Regions from separate parts of the Mus musculus genome. Here all the other regions are linked to region 1. A link is a contact called in public HiChIP or PLAC-seq and promoter capture Hi-C data. All regions are on one chromosome and are shown on one strand. Each heading gives the region's core, a stretch centred on a gene start, on an enhancer-like site or on the middle of the called end of the contact. The rest is flanking DNA. Distances are from core to core; before and after follow the strand shown. Region 1 holds the start of Epha7 (Eph receptor A7). Region 2 has its middle 130 kb from the start of Gm42315. Region 3 has its middle 100 kb from the start of Gm42315. Region 4 has its middle 94 kb from the start of Gm42315. Region 5 has its middle 120 kb from the start of 4930548K13Rik.

Region 1 (3,030 bases), core at 191-2,690:
TCTGGGGGCTGTAATCTCTTTTTATCTACACTATCCCTCCTGTACATATCAGAGAGAAACCAGCACACATTTCCAGAGGTCAACCAGGAAGTCCGAGGTTGAACTTTTTGTCCATCAGAAATAAAGGCTGATCATCAATGAGTGTTTATTTTTCTTTCCTTTTCTTTAAAAATATAGAACAATAAAAGGAAAATCCATCTTAAAATATGACGTACTTATCTACTCAGTGTGACCCTTGACATAGATGATTTGGCCATTACATTTTTAAGATTTTCATTTTACAATGTCAACCACCTCTTGCTTGCAAAGTGTGCAAAACTGCCTAATGGAAAACAGATTTCTCCACACACTTTTTTCTTGTAGCTAGGATTGGGTGAATTCAAGTGGAAATGTTGGTTACATTTTTAGTCTTAGCTTTTTTTAGAAAGATAATTACAGAATAATTATGGACTAACTACAGAAAATAGTAAATGTTTGCCCAAGTAGAAGGAATGGCTATGTGAATTTAGTACCTGGCGGCTTTCTTTAGAACTGAATGTTATTTACACAGCGAAATGGGAAACAATTCAAGTAGAGCAACCTATGAAAGACCCCAGAAAATGAGAAGCATGTAAGTAAAAACGACAAGAAACGTTTTCTAAGGTCCTATTTTGCCTGAGAAGAAACTGAAGATAGAAGGAGAGAAGAGGCGAGCATAAAACAAAAGACTTCCTTTCTCCAGCCCCACTTTCCCTGTTTCTTTTGTCATAGGTTGTTGTGAACTCAGGCAAACATTGAAAGGTTTTCTTTTGGGGGGCGGGGGGCACTTTTGATTAATTTTATTTTTCCAGAGATAGGGGAGTAGTAGTTAAACATGCCTCTCGAGTTACAGAACAGAAGTTCAAACTTTTGAAAACAAAAGAGAGGAAAAGAAAAGAAAGAAAGAAAAAAGGCAGAAAACCAAAGTTATCCGACCTGCTGAGGCTGCTAACAAAAAAGTAAAAGGCGTTCTAAAAGCATAGCTCAGTTTCACTGTCCGGGTCGGGGTCGGTGATTGGTAGTTGAGGGAAGGCTTGTTTCGCCTATGCCGTCTAGAAGACGTTGAGCAGCACTGCTATATACAGGAGTGTAAGACGGGAGAGTTATTCTCGGGTTTATTCAGCTCAGTGAAGCTGCAGTAGCTAAAAGCCAAGTGCTCCCGACTGCACGCCGCTGGCCTAACGCGGCTCGTCCCCGCTTTCCCGGCAACCGATCTGGGAGGGAATCCTGGACTCGCAACCCGACTCCGCTCGGCGTTGATTGGCTCCTGCTCAGGACCCCGCCTCCAAGGTAGAGGCGGCCACTTCGTAGGGACCCGCCCCCCGGCCGTGGGAATCGCCGCCTAGCAGGCGGGCTGCGGCTGCCACTCAGTCGGAGTGGCGGAGGCTCTGGGTTCGTAGCCCCGCCTCCTCCCCCCTAATTGATATTATTGGAGTGTGGAGCAAGCGGCCGGTCTGCAGTCGGAGACTTGCAGGCAGCAAACACGGTGCGAACGAACCGGAGGGGGGAGAGAGAAATCAAACAGCTAAGCGTGGAGCAGACGGCCTGGGACCCAGAAGGGGATCGATGCGAGGAGCGCAATAATAACAACAATAATAACCCACTTCGGAGCAAACAGCATCTAAAGAGCTGCGACCCAACTGCAGCCTAAAAAAATCAAACCTGCTCATGCACCATGGTTGTTCAAACTCGGTTCCCTTCGTGGATTATTTTGTGTTACATCTGGCTGCTTGGCTTTGCACACACGGGGGAGGCGCAGGCTGCGAAGGAAGGTAAGGCCAGAGGAAAGCAAAGTTTGTTCTGACTTATTTATTTCGCTGTCTACCTGCACGAGCCGACGGGTCCGCGGCGCTGGCCGCCGCGCCTCCGGCGCCGGGCGACCCTCCCTCGACCCCCCGCCCCCTCCCCGCCCTCAGTTCCAATCGACCAGAGGCGACCGGCCGGGACTAGTCGGGGCCCCGGAGCTCCAAGGGGTGGCCGGGGACTGGCGCGCGCTCTGCAGCCGGGCAGCTCGGGGGGCCATGGTGGCGAGGCTGAAGGGCGAGCGAGCTCCTTTGCATCCGGCATCTCGGGTCTTCAGCTCCAACCGCCGCGTTTGCTCCTTCTCTTGCGGTCGGCCTGCCGTGGACGCCACAGTGAGAGTTGGTTCGAAACCTGGGGAGTGGAGCTCCGCGTCGCCCCCAGCCTCCCCGGAGGAGCCGAGACTTCCGTGGCTGCGAGCGCTCGGGCTCCCGCCGACTCGCTCACTGCGGCGGCGGCGGCGGCGGCGGCGGCAGCGGCGCGGGCCTGCGGTGGGCGCTCGGCTGCCGCTCGAAACAATGCGGCCGCGAGGGGAGGCAGCGCGCGGGGCTCGGGCTCGACCCGCCGCCGGGAGGACTGGCCGCAGCCGGCAGTTTGCACGGAGAGGCCACCGAGTGAGAAGTCTCCCGTCACTTGGCCCAGGTCCGGTACTCCGGGAGTCCAAGTAGCCAGTCCTGGCCTCTGGGGACGAGTTCTGGTACGCGAGGGGAGGCTTCTTTTGACCACAGGATACGCCTGTACGTGGGTATTTTTCCCTGCGTCTCCTTTGAACCATTGGCAAAAGGTAAAATACCTTTTGGTGCCTGTAGTTGGAGCTGGGGAAAAATAAATCCTGTCAAAGGAAGTGTCTTGCTGCTAAGCAGTGTCACAATACCGGTACCTCATCTGACAAGCTTGCGTTTCTAAGGTTGATTTCTTGGATACTTTAGAAGCCTGTTCGGGGGTGTGGAGGGCGAGAGATCTGTTAGATTTAGGTCATAGCAGTACTAAAGGGAGGGGGCATACTGGTCCTCGATTCTTTTATTCCTAAAACTTAAGATTTCACGCGGCTTTTCTTTATTCTCTTCGTCCACCCTTCTTCGTTAACTCAACATCCCCAACCCGGTACAGTACCCTACTTTGGAACAGCCTGACCTTCTGGCCCCACTTTGCACATCTGCAGTCTGTGTTGACGCTGAATCCATTGAGAGAAAAACGTGCCTCTGAGCTGAT
Region 2 (3,030 bases), core at 152-2,651, 2.8 Mb after region 1:
ACCTTCATCCCAACCTTTCTCTGCAAGGACTAGACTGGTCTATTCATCCAGGAGCAATTGGCAAGGTGGCTAGATAAGTGAGTGTCTCCATCCACCGTGCTCTCCTATGAATGCCTCTTATCAACATCAGGAGCCCTTCAAAAAAAAAAAAGGCAGCTTACAGACTTAATGGCAGGAGCCCAGTGAATGGCTAATATCACCATTTATTCTCTGGAGGGGATTAAGGACAGCACAATAGCATTCCATCTAGAGCTCTGCAGTATATAGTATCACCTTTCCAAAATACACTTTTAAGCTACAGAGAAAAATAACAAGGTTTCTGAACAACCAAAATATCTAATAAAGCCCAGGCTCCAAGGCTGAGACCCTTGATTCATCTGAAGACCACCCTCAAGGACTCATCGCCAGCCCTTTATGCACAGTTTCCACATTGCCCTGAAAGGTGGGAAGCTTATTTCTAATGCCATTGCTAGTGAGAAAGACCATATTTGAAGGAGGGGCCATAGCTTACCTTAGGCAGGAAAATATACAGTAATGAAAAGTTACAGGACCAAGTGTAAAGGGAGAGTCAGTTGTGGATCTCACACAGTGAGCTGGATAGGGCATGGGACTTATGGCTGCCAGAGTTCTGTCATAGCCAAGCATGCCTTAGCTATGAATGGAGACATTTTGGCAACGTGGACCTGATAAGCAGAGGAGAAAAAGCTGGAACAGTGATAGCCGGAGATCAATAGAGCTTTAATCTTCTGGAAATGAATATGCCCTGTGTTTCATAGACCCTGAGGACATACTCCAGACTTGCTCTCTCTGAGCCTCAGTCTGGGCCACTATCTTCACAGCTGACTACCACCTCCAGAGGTAGGAAAAAAAATTCTCTAGGGCCTCCCTTGTGTGTGTACACTTTGGCCTGCTAGAGTTTGGCAACAACAAATACAGAACACCATGATTTCTGCCCATGGTACAACTACCTCTTCAAACTCCACCAGTCCTAACTAGGAACCCACTGCAAGCCAAAGACTGTTCCTTCCAGGAGCCATCCTGTGGTAACAGTATTGGATCCTCCCTGGAGCCTATGGAGTGACATCGCTGCCCCCATTTTATCGGAAACACTAACATTCAGCAAGCAACTGCAGATGTAAAGCTGACAATCAGGTCTGTTGGCGTGAAAACCGTGCCTGGTACATCATTACTGCACCAGAGTATAGGCAGACACAGTGCCAGTTTGCTTCAAGAACTGCCACGTACACTGTATGTCACACTCTTCCAACTCAGACCCCATTTTATATTTTGTTTGGTTTCGATCAGAGCCAATGCTGTGTTTCTGGATATTTCCCAGAGCTCTGTTGCTAATGAAAATGTCCCAAGTCCAAGCAACTAAGACACAGGTGTTCAGGGTTAAGGGTGAAGAAAAGTGACTCAGTACTTCTGAACTGGACTGACGTGGCTCTCAGCTGCACTTAGCAAAGCCAGTCTTCGGCCAAGTCTCATTTCTGGTGAGGCTCTGCTAGAACTTGAATGCGGAATGCCCTCTAAAGGCCAACACATGGTGCCCAGACGGGGACGCTATAGAGGAGAAGAGGCTTTAAGACACAGAACTTCATAGGAAGTCTGTGTGTGCCCATGGAGGGGATGTTGGGATGCCCACCACTTCCTGACCACTCTGAGGTGATTGTGTTCTGCCCTGTGCTTAGAGGACAGCATGGTACCTCAGCACAGGCCACACAGTCAAGTCATCCTGGACGGGAACCAATAAGCTTATGAATCCCACTTGCCCCTTTGGAAGTTGATCATGTTCAGTATTTTGTTGCAGCAAAAGAAGGCTAAGTAACAGGGATTATTCTCCAATGCTCTCTCCATGACTTATCCTAGATGAGAAGGAGGCATAGGATGTGAGTTGCCAACCTTGACTGATGTGATGATGCTTCATTTGCTCACTGGAGCCTACCTTTGTTTGTATGCTAATCAAGGCCAACGGTAGTAAAGCCATGCATAGTCACAGCGCTGCACTGTAATAACTTCCCCTTCCCTACCTGCAGTTGGGGAGTTTTTCTAAAGCATTTGAATGAATGATGTCAGTTTTTGAAGATGTTGTAAGGACTATGAGAGAGGCAGAAGGAAGGAAGGTGGGAGGGACCTGACTATACAGGAATCTTAATAGATTCCCATGAGTGGAGCACATATCCACAGTTGAGCATTTCTCATATGCCACTCTAGAAATTACATCCTTGGGGATAACCCAGTTGGGCATTGTCTGCATTTCCTCCTCTGCTCTTTTATCTTCTTCCACTGTAATGGATAATGCCTTCAGCCTCCTGCAAGGTTTACTCGGCTTAAAGCTCCAATTATTCACATGCTTGTAGAACAGCTGTTTTCTTCACCGTCTGGCCTTAAATCATACATTTGAAATATTTCTAAAGTTCCAGCATGAAGTGGTTATAGATTCACCTTCTTAAGTTGCATGCCAGAAATCATGTATGCTTGTTACCATATTCCTGAGGGATATGGTATTCTCAGGAAGGACGACTTCCCTAAGGTTGGTCACAGAAGAATGAAGAAAATGACGGGTGCCATAGAACAGATACTATTTTCAATTGCAAGGGAAACAGAAGGACAGGCCATGCAATTTTTAAGCCATCACATCAAACCTACCTAGAGTGCTTCCTGACCCATCGACTTGCACATGAATGATAACCAATGCTCCCTTTTGAGCTTAGTGATCACGAGTCTGAAAGAGACAGAGGAATAAAAGATAGCTAAGTTGGGGGTCTTAATCAATGTTAAGAAGTCGCTGGGCTGCTACAAGTGAGATTGGCAAATGGACAGAAGAGGAAACATGGGTCGGTCCCTTTCTGCACTCAGGGGCAGGTCAAGAACGCAGGCTTCACTAAATATCCATGGGATTTTTATTATAGCAAAGGGATGACATTGCTAGTAGAAGACAGAGAAGACTCTTTGTAGAGAAGACTGAGGCAACATGGAACTGATAATTGTAGGAAGCCATGCATTTTGGTCTGGGCAAACATGAGGAAG
Region 3 (3,030 bases), core at 230-2,729, 2.8 Mb after region 1:
AATCAAGACCACTTGGAGACCAAGGAATCAAAATAGTGTGTGCACAAGTTTTGGGGGCATCCCTGAAAGGACGTGAAAGCTTCGCTACCGGCCGAGAAGCCTGTCGCTAGGGAGAGCTTACTCAGTAGAGCAATATAGCTTTATGCAAGACACAGATTCAGCAAGGAGCTTTACTCCTCCCTGCGACTTGTCAAGGATAGAAGTTGCAAGAATACTGGATGGAGTGTTTCAACTAATCAAATGAAACAGATTTTGACATTTTGTATCATAGACCCACACCTAAGTCCAAGCCAATATAAGGAGTTGCCTGGGTTCAAGTCCCTTCAAAGGGAATGTTTTAATGTGTAGAAGCTTGTATTGTTTAATCAACCTTTAGTGTGGCTTTTGGCTGACTTCCCAAGTTAGTAAGAACCCGGATCAGTTTAGCACCTATAATACACAATCTTATGACATTCATTATAAAGGACATTAGGAAACAGTCAAAACAATATACCCTAAAAGTGCAGAGGGGTAGGTAGAAATTATCTATAGCTCAGGTTACTGGGTATCCCACTAAGAACCCCCAGCACAAAGAAAAAGGAAATATCAAGATCCAATTCTTCTAACCCAGCCAGAAGAAAAAGGAAAAAGTTTTGACTTAAAGGCTATGTCACTGTTAAGACCAGCTCCTTTACTGTTTGCCTTTTCTTAAGGTTAATACACACAACCCTGGGGAAAGAAATCATTAAGCTGGTACTGGGGATCTGCTGAGACCAAAATATGCCTGAGAAACATCTGCATACCAATAAGCCGGTTGCCATCCAGCGCAGGACGATGGGACTCATTAGAACAGCAAACCTGCTGAACTCTGGCCATCTCCACTCATATTAAGAGGATGTCTCTTTTACCCTTTATGGCAACTGGATTTTTCCTCCGCTGTTGATGAGAAGAATCTCTGTCTTTATTGAGTGGATATTTCCCTCAAGTGTTGCTCTCCTTAATGGCAATTTTACCCTATTATGTGTATTTCCCAGGGAGCCCAAGAATGTTAATGAATGTCAAGCCCACATCTCTCTCAGTGGCTGGATTTCCAAATGTGGCTGGAGCGGTGGCCTGCTGCACGCGCACATGCTAATCAGGCTCCATCTGCACAGGAGGCTGCTTGCAGAAACAGACAATTATTTTGCTCCGTGCAGGGCTGCTTGGGGAGGGAGAGGAGCTGCAGAGAAGTAAATTCCCAGGGCTTAGGATGATTAGGGGCCCCCCAAAGAACACTTAAGTCTTTGAAATAAATACCTAAAAAAAAGTTTCTGCAGAGCATGAAAAGAAACTCTTGGTCTTTGGGCACCTTCGCCACTTATTTCAAAGCCTTTTCCATCAGAGGGAGAAAAAGCTCTCTGGCTGATTCAGGGAGAAGGGCTGAAGCTAGGGGAGGGCTCCCACAGTGTGCTCAGTAGTTGGTGTGTAAGCTTGATGGAGAAGCGCTGAACAGGAGGCCACAGACAAGCAGCACAGCAGACCCTGGAGACTGGGAAATATTAATATCTCACCTACAGAGTAATCACTTCTTTGTTGTAGTGCGCCTGAGAGAAGGAGTCACAAATGAATTACTGATCATCATAGGAATGTTGAATTTACAAACTACCACTGGTACTCTCTGGTGGCTCCAGTTACACAGGAGGACAAATTTACGGGTCTTCAGGCACTGAGAAATTCTAAGCCAAGTAAGTCTGACAGAAGTTGAGCAAAACAGCAGACGACTATGTGTCTCATGTTTCAGCTCTGCCTTGAAATGCTTAGCGGGGAGAGGGACATGCCACTAGCTAGAAGGGAACATGCAGGTGAGGTGAAACGGCCTAGGTCACCATGTATGACTTCAACAGAATGGAACAACTGCCACACCGTCCCAAGCCTCAGAAGTTTCTAACATTCTTTCATGGGTCTGAAGAAAGTGCAAGACAAGGCGAGACTGGAAGGGAGTTTGCTGGGACTTAACATTTGGAAAGGCCTCAGCTTGTTCTCAAATGAGAGAATCCCCGGAGAGAGGGGGGTTTGCTGTGGTTAGTGAGGTGGTTAGTGAGGTGTCTGGAACAGTTAACTCAGGGTGGGGCAGATAATGAGCTGACTAGGGCCTGGAGTTTCCAAGGCACCCCAGGAATAGAGCCAAGACCCCAGTCTCACCATCACCACCCCTGCAAGGCTCACCAGTTGCTGTTATACTGACAGGGACTGGGATCCCAGTCTGCTCCAGTCACAAGTGCATTCCCAGGGGTTGCCCTGGGCCGAAGGAGCCAACACACGCAGGCACTCTGTACACTTTCTTTCAAGAATGGTTGAAATGTCTGGTTGGAGAAGAGATCAGAGAAGGTCTCTTACAAAGATGGGCACTTGACACTCCCAGAGGCTCAGTTGTGAAACTTGCTCTGTCTTGAAGGCTCCTGGCCACTCAGTAAAGTGATGAAGCCTGCAGAGGAGTGTTAACACTGCCTTGTGATGAATGAGTAGACAAAAGTCCGTGTCTGGAAAATAGCACATTCCTATAACCTGTATCCCATTCTCCAGCCTAGAGGTGACTAGAAAAAGAAATAAGCTGAGGTGGGGATTTGTCCTCAAAGACACTGACCAAAAAAAAAAAAAAAAAAAAAATCAATCTGTCTCCACATAGAAATGTATTGTTCAAATGCACAGCCTGGGGATGAGACAAACCAGTCTCAGATATGTGGGAAGGGACATAATGGCTCCAGCAAGGCCCCGTGCATCCTGCACAGGAGGGCACTTGTATTTGAAGTTCATTCTTGAAAGAAAGTGTACAGAGCGCCTGCGTGTGTTGGCTCATTTAACACCCACCGGAATTCGCAAAGACTCACTTCCTGTCTTGGGGTTGAGACTACAAGTCTTATGTCTTCACTCTGAAAATTAAGTGATCCATCTGAGACAACCCTGTTTAGAGACAGTGATGGCATCAGAGCTGACCCCACCAAGGCCTGGCTCAGCCTGCATGCACCAGTACATTAGCAAGTCAGCAAAACCTCCAGGACTCCCATGGACAAC
Region 4 (3,030 bases), core at 296-2,795, 2.6 Mb after region 1:
GCATAGCCAGAGCACTGATCTTGTCTTGTTTAGAAGTTTCCACAAATATTTTTGTTTGGGCTGCCTGTATGTCTCAGAGGATAAGGACCCTTGAGCCAAGCTTGACAACCAAAGTTTCCAGAGTTTATATAGTAAGGAGATTCCTAAAAGCTGTCCTTGGACCTTGTATACCATGTGTATGTGCAGGTACAGATTCATACACATGTATACACACACACACACACACAAATACAGTGTTTATATACCTAACTCACCATTCAATGATTGGCATACACAGTCAAAGGAGGCAGAGTTACGCAGCAGATGAGATTCATCCACTCCACTCCACTCCACTCTTGACAGAGGCCAGCTTTTCAGCCTCCTCTGCAGGCTGTAGCACCCCCACCCCCTGCATTTCCTAATTTTCCTCCTCAACAAAATTGGCTGCTAGTTATGAAGCACATTCCATGAAGAATTTGTGGTCGGCGCTTCCTAGCATATAGTCAACATTCAGAAAGTGCTCGCTGAGTGACTTTTAAATGCTAAGGCACTGTCATTCTCAGATGGACCTTGCTGATTTTCTTAAACCAAAAACTGTCTTGGAACTTTCACATTGTTCCTTGCATAGTGGAAATATTAACTTGAAAGTCAGGTGTAGGTTACAGAACTAACCTCATCTGCCTGTGTTCAAGTCAGGTGTAACTCTGAGGGGGGTTGCTGTGCACTATGAACAGAGAGAGTAGGGAATGGAAGCTGTTTCTGGGTCCAGAGTGAGGAAAGGGAGGCAGCTCAATACTTCATGTGGAATAGGAGCGCCACAGCACAGCATCCTGGCAGAAGCTGGGAGCCTGTTCAGCATGGAACATCTGCCAGTTGTTTCTAAGGATGGAGAATCACTCTTCCAATGAGAAAACAGCAATGAAGGATCATCTCAGAGTGGGAATAAAACTGAGTTTTCACAGTGCCAGTCTTTTTTTTTTTAACATCTCCTTACCACTTGCAGGGATGTGCAGTGCAAAGAAGAATCAGGAGTGTAGCTCCTCGGAATTAAAAACATATTGGGGGAAATGGTTCCATTCAGCATGTGCCTGGTTTAAAATACGGAAGCTTTATTAGCTTGAACCATGAACGATTGCCAGATTTCTAATTTAAAAATGGCCAAATAGACTCAGTTTCGTTTGATCCAGCCCAAAAGAATATGTCATCACAATCAATGGAAGTCGCCATTACAAGATGCATTTGGTTCCTGAAATGGTATCCCGTGGTCACACAGCTGGTTGCTTACTATGGTTCTGGTCAACTAGGCTGCAAGTGCCTCCCCCAGAGAGCTTGCTACTGAGAAAACAAGGGGACTTACCATGCAGTGGTGTGTTGGCATTGTGCTGGAAACAGCTCTTGTTCAATGTGGAAGCATCACCTCTTACTTCTTGCCTAACTCAGGAGGGAGTTGCCTCGACTCGGACTCCCCACCCTTTCAGGTGCTAGTGAGGCAATGATCTCAAGGCAGGAACCTGAAGGCAGGAACTGAAGTCTGCCGTGGAGGAATGCTGCTTGCTGGCTCGCTCCCAAGGGCTTGCTCAACCTGCTTTCTTCTACATCCCAGGATCGTGGCACTGCCCACAGTGGGCTGAACCCTCTGCATCCATCACCAGACAGACAGACTTACCCACGGGTCAATTCCTTAACTGCGGTTGGCCCTTCCTAGGTGACTCTAATCTAGATCAAGTGAACCAACACTAACCTGCTTAGGCACTAAGCCCGCTAATTATTATAGCACAGTAAAGACTGAGGGACATCCCTTCAGGAAAGGCATAATGTCATGCCAGGAGTGAGCAAGGCTGAGGTATGCAGGGACCCAAAGTGCAGGCAGTTCAGGAATTAAGGAAAGCACTGGCAACAAGATTTCATAGTTAGTGTGGAAAACATTAAGTTGTCTCTTAGCAAGAGATAAATGAAATATGAAAAATAAAATTACAAGTGATAAAAGCTAACACTTATTGGGGAATTAAGCTCTCCCTAGTTTTTGGCTAAACACTTCCAGCTACTACTACTGCTGCTGCTACCACTACCACTGTTCACACACACACACACACACACACACACACACACACACACACACACACAAAACTTTTAAGGTGGTATTTAACATTTAACAAACTAATAAAAAAATAAAAAATGGGATTAGTAAGATCCCATTATCTGTACATTTAGCAAATGTATCTAGTTCAAAACCAGTCTACTTGCTCTTTGCTGAGGAGCTAAAGTTAATATTCAGGTGTCATCACTCTGACTCCCATCCTGACAGCATGGCCCTTCTCCACACGCTTTTCAGTCCAAATCCCTACTTCCCAGAGCCAGGTGGGGGTGGGGTGGGGCACCTACTCTTTTTAACCAGTCCCCACCCAAACCAAGAAATTTTTAGAAACGTGAGAGCATCCTTCAGAGAACAAAGGATGTAGCGCCACCTAGTGGACAAACGTTACCCTCTCCCTCAAATAAAAACAACCAAAGGACAAATCCCAAAACCAGCACAGGCAGCTGGAGAAGAGGAGCAGTCAGGGAGCGCAGCTGTATTCCTCTTCTGCCAAATTCCTATGCTGTGAGCTACATGTACAACGACCCATTTTAGAGGGGCACAGGACCTCAGTCACCTAGTCACAGCAATCTGTGTCCCTGGGCATTGCTTCTGAATCAGAAACTGCAGTAGAATGTCCTGACTTCCCTGCAAGTATCCTTGCTACTGTAGTAGCAAGGATAAATAAGTGTTTCGCCTGCACATCTGAAATCTTAACTGCTTAACTGCAATGCACCTAGCCAGGCTTTGCTGGGCCAGAGACACCTTTCATCCTCTGAATATGCTAGGAAAACCACAGTAGGGGCAGGATGCACGGGAAAACAAAGCAATTGCTTTTGTGTGATGGCAAAAAGCTTGCCCCATGACAAGATTTTTGACATGATTTTAGAACCCGATCCAGAATGGGAGAGCAGCTGCACCCACCACCTGTGTGTTGGGGGGGGGGGGGGGCGGTGAGGACCTAGCAAGGGAAAAGT
Region 5 (3,030 bases), core at 325-2,824, 2.2 Mb before region 1:
TATCTTGGGTATCCTAGGTTTTGGGCTAATATCCACTTATCAGTGAGTACATATTGTGTGAGTTCCTTTGTGAATGTGTTACCTCACTCAGGATGATGCCCTCCAGGTCCATCCATTTGGCTAGGAATTTCATAAATTCATTCTTTTTAATAGCTGTGTAGTACTCCATTGTGTAGATTTTTTTATCTATGCAAACAACTTAAAGGAAATCGAAGGTCATTGAAATATCTCTCTTAATATTATATGCTTGGCTTTTTAGGATGCTTCAAACTGCATCATATTTTCCTAACTGAACTTTGATGATATTGATATTTAAATTATTAACATTTCCACACAGTGTTGAATGGGACTTCACCTCTGTAGTATAAATTTTCTAAGGTCTGGGTATGTTTTACAATACAGTCTATGTATTGAAAACACAGTTCTTCTTTAGCATGGAAATAATATTAAAACTCCATTCAGCAAAATTCTTTGGTGTTCTCTGCCAGACTATCTTTAATCTGATATGTCTAGGAATAGGTGATCCAATATAGGATGCATTAGATAATTTATTTATAAAGTGAATCCAAAACATTTTAGAAAGTGATTTTTAAAAATTTAAATAGATATGTCTTGTATGACAATTATATGAACTGAGTTATTCCAAAAGAATTACTTAGGTTTCTTTGTACAGTCAGAAATATTAAATTCCTCATTGCTAGCTGTTTAGATTTTTTTCCTTAAATAAAATATAAAGTGAAATTGGCATTATACTTCATTTGTGGAAGTGTCATTCTGAGATTGTGGCAATAGAGGCCAGTAAAACACTAGGCTATGAGATTTCCCAAGAACTCAGCATGGCTTTGGCTAGGAAAATCCCCGCATTGCAAGCACATGTCTAATTCACCTTTAGTAATACATCAAAATAATTGATTCTCATAAAGAGGATGAAATGAAAGAGATTTCTAGAAAAAGAGGGGTTTGGCACCGGAACATATATGAGCTCTGAGCATATGGTTAAAATTTAAACTTACTGTTTCCAGTGAGTTTTTACTGTTTTATAATAGAGACATTGGGGAAATACATATTTTAAAATTTACCTCCCAATCTTTCACTGTAGCCTTTGAATATTAGTAGTAATGAATCTAGTCACCTCCCATGAATCCATTTTATAGCCACATGATGAAATGTGTGCAGCTCATTTACTCTGTGATTTTATGAGGCTGAGTATAATCAATTAGAGGAGGAGCCTGTGCACACTTCACGAACACTTTTTTACTACTCTAAAGAGCTGCCTCCCTGAGAATAATTTTGATTAAACCTCTTTGGTGTTTTAGGCAGATGAAGAATCAAAAGAATCTTGGTATGGACCTTTTCCCAACATAATTCCTAACAGCATAATACAGATCTATTTAATTTTGATGAAATAAATAATGCCAAAATATTTAAGACTAGTTAATTAAGTCATCTTTGGAAATTGTGAGTCTATTTTTATCTCAAACATTTTAGCTGGATCAGTGAAACACATAATGTCTGGGTTAAATATCTTAGGTAACAATGCTTCAGAAAAATCTGTTCAACACATGTAAGATCTCCTTGCAAGGGCAACAAGGATTGACAGGGTCTCACCTCCAAAATGGAGCTCTTATGTGCTGACCACACACATTAAAGGACTGATGTTTTCCATCTTTCTGCCAAATCTAACATAATGTAATAAAGTTCTTACACCTTCATTTTTTCAGATTATTTCATGCCAGAATAGGAACGAGGGGATAAGAATCATAATGCACAATCTGACAACGTTTGGAGCTGGAAATGGCACGCTGCTTACTCTTTATCAGTTAGTACAATAAAGCCTTGTTCCTTTCAGATTATGTGAGTTTTGTTAGCGGTAAGTGGTGAACATTCTCTAGCATATATGACAACATATATGTCAGAATGAAAAGAAGGCAGAATTTGGATCATAATGAATTCATTTGAACATATTGACTGTATAATATATTATTTAAAACATAAAAATATCTACTTGCAATAAAACAGTAAACTAGTGGACATGGAGACTGCTTTAGTAACATGCAATGCAAATATCACCATGATGTAGATGGTTCACCCCAATTGGAACTAAATGTTATCTACTTCTAGTAAATTTCTATTTATCTAATTATTCATTAGATTATGAAGTTATTTTTAGATAAAAATAAACTCTTAAAAGATGATGTTATAAAATTCATTCAAGGCATTGTATGTTCCTTTTGACACTTGACAGTTACTCTGAATGTGAAACCTCAGTCATCGAAGACTGTCTAAAGCTCGGAGGTCGAAGATGTGGATCAACACATTATACTGTTCATGATGTTGTTTATTAGTGATAAATAGAGAGCATTTATGATAAAAAGTGAAGCACTAAATTGACTTCACTTTAGTAACAAGGAAAACAGTTTACATATTTCAGGACACAAAAAAGAAATAAGATTTAAATAGGTTTTCACAGAAGTTAGAATAAAATTCATTCATAGAAAGTGATGAAATTAAGTCTGTGTCAATTCATAAGCATATTTATTTACTTGTAAATTGAACAAGACTTCGAGAAATGGAATAGAAATCTCTGGCTTTTATAAAATGTGGTTTTCATTTTCATTGAATTTTTTATTCCTTAAGTCTTTTTTTCTGAATATAAGGTCCTATACACAAAGATAGTATAGGATAGTGAATTTTTCATTTATTTATCCCATAAAGTAGGTTTTTAGCATTTACAATAGTTATAAATACACAAACATAAAACATATATATCCTATACAGCAGATATAAACATTGAAATAGTCAGTACTGATTTATTGTTCCTACAGATTATCTTAAATTCAAAAAACAATACTTCCTGGTATATTCTTTGATTTAAAGAAGAAATTACTGCATTGACAAATTTTATATCATATAAAAGAGACACCCCAATAATAGTTGTAGTTGAAATTTAAACCCTCTGGCAGGACCTAATTACACTTTCATGAAATATTCTTCACTACCCCCTATTCTCCTCATATTATTATGCTTGGA

Evidence for each region. Promoter capture Hi-C pulls out the DNA fragments that hold promoters and counts their contacts. HiChIP or PLAC-seq counts read pairs in DNA pulled down with a chosen protein or histone mark.
Region 2: an H3K4me3 HiChIP or PLAC-seq map of embryonic limb bud shows a contact between it and region 1, with 16 times the contacts expected there. The contact joins the enhancer-like site here to the promoter of Epha7 in region 1. A contact is called at or near these places in 6 of 39 promoter capture datasets (cranial neural crest, frontonasal cranial neural crest, hippocampal neurons and 3 more) and 6 of 115 datasets of contacts at active chromatin or transcription factors (embryonic forebrain, embryonic hindbrain, embryonic limb bud and 3 more).
Region 3: a promoter capture Hi-C map of cranial neural crest shows a contact between it and region 1. The contact joins the enhancer-like site here to the promoter of Epha7 in region 1. A contact is called at or near these places in 7 of 39 promoter capture datasets (the C10 cell line, cranial neural crest, embryonic stem cells and 4 more) and 4 of 115 datasets of contacts at active chromatin or transcription factors (astrocytes, embryonic forebrain, embryonic hindbrain and 1 more).
Region 4: a contact with region 1 is called in an H3K27ac HiChIP or PLAC-seq map of SST interneurons, with 21 times the contacts expected there. The contact joins the enhancer-like site here to the promoter of Epha7 in region 1. A contact is called at or near these places in 12 of 39 promoter capture datasets (the 3T3-L1 cell line, the C10 cell line, the HPC-7 cell line and 8 more), 9 of 484 Hi-C or Micro-C datasets (cerebellum, cerebral cortex, cortical neurons and 3 more) and 10 of 115 datasets of contacts at active chromatin or transcription factors (SST interneurons, astrocytes, cardiomyocytes and 7 more).
Region 5: a contact with region 1 is called in a promoter capture Hi-C map of second pharyngeal arch cranial neural crest, with 4 times the contacts expected there. The contact joins the enhancer-like site here to the promoter of Epha7 in region 1. A contact is called at or near these places in 4 of 39 promoter capture datasets (the 3T3-L1 cell line, cranial neural crest, hippocampal neurons and 1 more), 3 of 484 Hi-C or Micro-C datasets (cerebral cortex and cortical neurons) and 1 of 115 datasets of contacts at active chromatin or transcription factors (embryonic forebrain).

Annotation. Positions count from the first base shown.
Region 1 is chr4:28,811,691-28,814,720 of GRCm38.p6, forward strand. It overlaps Epha7 (Eph receptor A7), which reads left to right and starts at 1,441. Exons shown (of 17, transcript NM_010141.4): 1 at 1,441-1,790. The coding sequence starts at 1,694.
Region 2 is chr4:31,637,145-31,640,174 of GRCm38.p6, forward strand. No RefSeq gene overlaps it. Among named protein-coding and RNA genes, the nearest start is that of Gm42315, 130 kb to the left of the region's middle. Within about 2 kb of position 1,402, at least 3 of the 459 cell types and tissues checked have an H3K27ac peak or open chromatin away from gene starts, as enhancers often do.
Region 3 is chr4:31,611,547-31,614,576 of GRCm38.p6, forward strand. No RefSeq gene overlaps it. Among named protein-coding and RNA genes, the nearest start is that of Gm42315, 100 kb to the left of the region's middle. Within about 2 kb of position 1,480, at least 27 of the 459 cell types and tissues checked have an H3K27ac peak or open chromatin away from gene starts, as enhancers often do.
Region 4 is chr4:31,417,001-31,420,030 of GRCm38.p6, forward strand. No RefSeq gene overlaps it. Among named protein-coding and RNA genes, the nearest start is that of Gm42315, 94 kb to the right of the region's middle. Within about 2 kb of position 1,546, at least 15 of the 459 cell types and tissues checked have an H3K27ac peak or open chromatin away from gene starts, as enhancers often do. A contact at or near this core is called in SST interneurons and cortical neurons, where this site is marked.
Region 5 is chr4:26,588,452-26,591,481 of GRCm38.p6, forward strand. No RefSeq gene overlaps it. Among named protein-coding and RNA genes, the nearest start is that of 4930548K13Rik, 120 kb to the right of the region's middle. Within about 2 kb of position 1,575, at least 3 of the 459 cell types and tissues checked have an H3K27ac peak or open chromatin away from gene starts, as enhancers often do. A contact at or near this core is called in second pharyngeal arch cranial neural crest, where this site is marked.